2 separate regions of the Mus musculus genome follow, and region 1 is linked to region 2. The links are chromatin contacts, called in public promoter capture Hi-C maps. All regions are on one chromosome and are shown on one strand. The core of a region is the stretch at or near the end of the contact, and the rest is flanking DNA. Distances in the headings are between cores, read along the strand shown. Region 1 overlaps Tceanc2 (transcription elongation factor A (SII) N-terminal and central domain containing 2). Region 2 holds the start of Pars2 (prolyl-tRNA synthetase (mitochondrial)(putative)).

Region 1 (2,700 bases), core at 9-2,508, 490 kb before region 2:
CTGCCTCCAGGTTCCTGACTTCCTTTGATGATGAGCAATGATGTGGAAGCCTAAGCCAAATAAACGCTTTCCTCGTCCAAGTTGCTTTGGTCTCGGTGTTTGTCACAGCAATAGAAACTCTTACTGAGCCGGGTGTCGTGGCCACACTAAGTGCCTAAGAAGGGCTGAAGAGAGAGAAATGAACTGGTCTGGGCTGTGACTACAACTCAGTGCTGGAGCCTGTGCCTAGCACGTGTAAGGTTCCCAGTTCAGTGTCCAGCACCAGTCAGTACATAAGTAAATAGGATTCCAATTTGGAAGGATGTTTTACCAGGGGAACTGCAGTGTATTGTGACAGTGATCAAGGAACGCTGAGGACATTGTTGCAGCCTAAAGAACTCTCAGTCTTTGCACTAAGGTTTTTTTATTTTCCCTGTGTGTGTGTGTGTGTGTGTGTGTGTGTGTGTGTGTGTGTGTGTGTGTGTTGGAGTAGGGGTTGCTTAAACTTGACATACCAACATAGCAGAGTGTCTTGGTTAGGATTACTGTTGCTGTGATGAAACACCCTGAATTACAGTTCACTTAGGGAAGCCAAGGCAAGAATTCAAGCAGGGCAGGAACCCAGAGGCAGGAGACACAGAGGCCATGGAGGGGTGCTGCTTACTGGCTTGCCTCCCCTGGCTTGTTCACCCTGCTTTCTTACAGAACCTAGGACCACCAACCCAGAGTGGTACTACCCACAGTGGACTAGGCCTTACCACAAAATAAGAAAATGCTCTACAGCCAGGTGTGGTGGCATATGCCTTTCTTTAATCCCAGCATTTGGGAGGCAGAGGCAGAGGAAGGCAGATCTGAGTGTGAGCCCAGCCTGGTCTACAGAATGAGTTCCAGGACAGCCAGAGCTACACAGAGAAACCCTTTCTTTAAAAAACAAAAAAGGAGGGAGGGAGGAAGGGAGGGCGGGAGAGAGACAGGCAGGCAGGCAGGCAGGCAGGCAGGCCATACGGACTTGCCTGCAGCCTGACCTTCCGCAGACATTTTCAGTTAAAGCTCCCTCCTTCAGATGACTACCTGGTGTTAAATTGACATAAACCAGCAGAGTGATTCCTAGGGAAAGGCAGCCCTGGCTACTAGGAGGTGGGCCTGGAAAAGTGGGCTTGGTTGGAAGTCCCTGACCAGCCACAGAGGCTGCCCTTGATTAGGTCTATGACCTCGGCCTGGCCTGGACCTGGGGCAGATCACCCGCACTGTTAGAGACCCTGTCCGGTTGGCTTCCCCATCCAGACTCAGCCAAGGAGTGTCTCTGCTGAAGGGAAGAATGCTTGAACTCTGGAGTCAGGCTGTGTCCAGCCCTGCCCCTTCAGTTGTGAAACTCCTCCTCAGATGTAAAACGTGATAATCAGTTACGAATATTAAACATGAGCATGATTTATAAACTGCTCTGTAAGCATCCCAGGGTCCAGACCAGCACATCTAAGATGTTATATGAAGTTAAAAGGCACGTTTAAAACAAAGAGGTACGCATCGTCACTCTGATTTATTATCCTTGGGCCCCCGCTTCCTGGTTGGTAAAGCACAGGGCCTGGTGCCGGTTTCCTGTTATAATGGCAAATATTACCACCCGGCAGGGGCTGTGAATGAGGTCCCTGTCACAAAGCACATGGCCTTGTTCCTTAATTGCCAGGGTGGAATTAATTTGCTCTTCCTGTTTCTCTTGTGACAGGAAGTAGATGTCCTTGAATTTCAGTTGATTAATGGAAGCCCCAGAGCAGAGAGCGCCAGCCTCTCTTGCTTTAATCCTTATGCAACGCAAGGCCCTAATTTGATAATTTTGCTGTTTTTCAGATGGATCACCTACTGGTTGAAAATATTGAGCGGGAAACGTTTCATCTCTGCTCCCGGCTCATTAACGGGCCCTACCGGAGGACGGTACGCGCTCTGGTCTTCACATTAAAGCACCGAGCTGAGATCCGGGAGCAGGTGAAGAGCGGAGCGCTGCCGGTCGGCACGTTTGTACAGACCCACAAAAAGTGACCCGGGGACGGGCCCAGCACCGGGCCTCGCGCCACCATTCAAAGCCTCTTTTGAGTTTGGGTGATGCGGATGTTGGCTGTGCTGGATATTCCCATGGTGCCATTCCTTCAGACAGAACGTGGGGAGCCCTGGGAGATAGGCCTGTGGGGGCGGCTTCATTAGCTGCCTTGCGCTGGCGCTGCCTGACGGGATGAACGGGGCTGTCACTGGGAAGTGCCATCCAGTCACCATCACCCAGCACAATGGAAGGGTGACAGGTTTCACTGTGAGCTTGCCAAGGACACCTCTAAACTCCCCCATGTCAGCAGATGAAGTTACCACTTTATTTCGCCACCCTGCAGGTAACTGAAACTCAATTACCGCTGCTCCTCACGCGGTTCCAGCCCCCTGAGTTTAGACAGCTCCGAAGCCTCTCAGAACTCCCGTCTGCTCTCTTTGCTCTACCCCAGGGGTGAGCCCACTGGAGCCTGCGACCAGCCCTGCTTGCCACCGCTCACTTATCTGAGCCTTTCAGCTCTCCCTGGAAGACCTTCGGGGAGGGGCTCCTGAGCCCCCATGCTGAGGCCTCTAATGAGGAGCTGGCCTGAAGCCTCCCTGCACCTCGGGGTTCATTTGAATACAGCCTCTGTTGAAGATGCATAATGAAATTTCTCTTGCAGTGACTTACTGCTGTAAGAAGAAAAATGC
Region 2 (2,700 bases), core at 99-2,598:
TTTTCTTCAATTCCTTGTCTCGATCCCTACTAAGTCAGTATTGCTAGGCGCTGAGGCATATTTGTAATCCCAGCACTTGGGAGCCAGAGGTAAGAGAATCAGCTAGGTTTGCACATCTGAGTTCCAGGACATCGGAGGAAATGAAAATCTGCCGCAACAAAAAAGTCAATATTGTTTTAACTGCTCCTCTCACCCACCACACATTCCTGGTCAGTTTGCATCTTCACTGTCCAAACTGTTGAATTTCTGACCTATATATTCTCCCATCTTTGGAGAACATAGTACACGCTATTTGAAACTTAGTGAGGCAGAATCTCTTCAGACAATGGTGCCCCTGCAGATCTGAGTATCACCCTGCAAAGCACCCTCTGGCCAAACCAGAAACCTGCCCTCATCTACTCTGCTCCACAGTACTGTCACAGTTTTTAGTCCTCTGGCCCAGCCTGCTCCACCTGACCAGCCTGCACCTCAGTTCAAGATACCATCATCCGTGACTGTTAAAACAGTCTCTACTGGCCTCCTTGCATTCCTTACACTTTCAACTTAACACAGGCATTGGTAATGACAGTTTCTTGCTGCCTTTCGAGTGTACCGCAGATCTCACCTGTAAGAGGCCTTTTCCCTGCCTTCGCCCTATTTCAGGTACACAGTACATGAACACACACACGATCCAGTCAGGAAAACTGCACACAGTGTGCTTGCAATGCCTAGTGCCCTAAAGGTTTGTGTATTATGATGCCCAATTCATAGGCTCTGAGATGGATCATAGGGTCATAGGCTCTGATTTGTGTCAGGTGACATCAAAAGGCCCATGGCCATTCTGGATTGCGGGAATTTGCCTCCAAATACCACCAACGTCAGCGCAGCATACAACAGCGATGAAACTTCCAACCCCTGCTCTATCTTGGCCTTTACGAGGAGTGAGCGTACTGCGGTCACTTCATTCCTCTTTAGAACCCTAAGGCGGCTGAGCCACCAGGTCATCCCCGGGACCGGTCCAAAATGGGCCCTTTTAGGAACTCTGTGCCTCTAAGTAAGGGCCACGCAAGGATAACTAGGGCGGAAGTGTTGCTCTCAAACAGCGGGGGTGGAGATGGGGAAAGGTGAACTGCAACCGAGCACACGACTATCCAATAGCCTGTGGCGACTGAGAGGATGCACGCGAGACAGCAGACACCAGATCGTGGGTGCGCGTGCCCAGAAACTGTCCCTAGATTCGCTGGGCCCTTCCTAGCCACCCTCCAAGTCCAGCGGCCACCGATGCTCACCAGCAGCAACTCAATACCTGAGTCGGGCGCTCTTCAGTCACGCAAAGCCAGTGCGCCTGCGCCGACATGGCCGGAGCCTCGCCCCCTGTGTTTCTCACCAATCGGAAAGCCGCACTCACGGGAGGGGGCGGGATGCTCCGGTCCCACGCTCTGGAGAGAGGCTGGAGAGGTTTTCCGGAAAGCAAACCAAAGAGCCTCGCTCTCCCGCCAAGATTCCGGAAGTGCCCTCTAGGAATTAGCAAGGTTCAACTCTATGATCAAACCTTACTTTAAAGGATTTGAGTCCTGTTTTTACCGCCCACTGCTAGGCCCGGTCTATGTGGAGAGCAGGTTCATTGACAATAGCTATGTTTCAAATCTACGCTATGATTGAACAAGCCACAATTTAAATGAGTTTAAAACTATGAAACACTTGCATAAGGTCACCTGTATTACAATAGCCAAGGAAGTCTTTTTAAAAAATTTTATGAAGCAGAGATGGGGTTTAATAAAGACATTTTAATATAGGCTGAAGCACTAGGCTTAAAAGCACCAGGGGAACTGGAGAGCACGGATGTGGCTTCTCAAAGGCGAGTGTCCCTGAGTCTTGAAGATGCGACTTGAAACATTCGTTGCTGTGCTGGTTAACAACCACTGCTGTGCTTCAGAGAACCAGTGTTCGGTTCTCAGCACCCACAATCACTGAAACGCCAGCTCCAGGGAACTCCAAAACCTTCTGACCACTGAGGATACCCACCTCCACTCCCACACAAACTCACACACACATACAATGAGGCTGGGTCTTTTCTTCATTTACAAGATGTATATGTACATGGTTTACATAAGTGTGTTATGTGGTATGTTTGTATGTGTGTAGGAACACATATACACGTGTGAACTAGTGTGTGAAGGCCCAAAGCTTTCATAGGTGTTTCTCATCCATCTCTACCTTATACACTGAGGCTCTGAACCCCCTCTTCATGTTTCATGGCACCCACTTTACCTGATGAGCTGTCTCCCCAGCCCTCACAAAATAGTTTATGAATAATTACATAGTACACGCTACTGCTGCAGCTGTGGGGAAGCAGAGAATGGGGAAAACAGCTCCCAACATTCATGTTAGAAGTGATGGCCTGTAAGCTGACACAGTCAAACTTCAGCCGACCAAGTGTCTTAGTCTGCTTTCAGTGGCTGTGAGAAAGATAACAACCAAAAGCAACTTGGGGAGGAAAGGGTTTGTTTTAGCTTATGAGTTACCGTCCATCCCTGGGGTGGGGGTGGGTAGCGAGGAGTCAAGTCTCAGGACAGGAACCTGGAGACAGGAATTGAAGCAAACACCACTGAGAAATACCGCTTACTGGCTTGTTCCTCATGGCTTGCTCAGCCGGCCTTCTTGTACAACCCTGGAGCACATGTGCAAGGGTGGCACCTCCCACAATGCACTGGGCCCTCC

The links. Promoter capture Hi-C pulls out the DNA fragments that hold promoters and counts their contacts.
Region 1: a promoter capture Hi-C map of cranial neural crest shows a contact between it and region 2. The contact joins the enhancer-like site here to the promoter of Pars2 in region 2. A contact is called at or near these places in 5 of 39 promoter capture datasets (cranial neural crest, frontonasal cranial neural crest, liver and 2 more), 1 of 484 Hi-C or Micro-C datasets (memory CD8 T cells) and 7 of 115 datasets of contacts at active chromatin or transcription factors (craniofacial prominence, embryonic basal ganglia, embryonic stem cells and 1 more).

Annotation. Positions count from the first base shown.
Region 1 is chr4:107,138,924-107,141,623 of GRCm38.p6, reverse strand. It overlaps Tceanc2 (transcription elongation factor A (SII) N-terminal and central domain containing 2), which reads left to right. Exons shown (of 5, transcript NM_025617.2): 5 at 1,825-2,700. The coding sequence ends at 2,013. Among named protein-coding and RNA genes, the nearest start is that of Tceanc2, 38 kb to the left of the region's middle. Within about 2 kb of position 1,258, at least 44 of the 459 cell types and tissues checked have an H3K27ac peak or open chromatin away from gene starts, as enhancers often do.
Region 2 is chr4:106,649,717-106,652,416 of GRCm38.p6, reverse strand. It overlaps Pars2 (prolyl-tRNA synthetase (mitochondrial)(putative)), which reads right to left and starts at 1,348. Exons shown (of 2, transcript NM_172272.2): 1 at 1,286-1,348.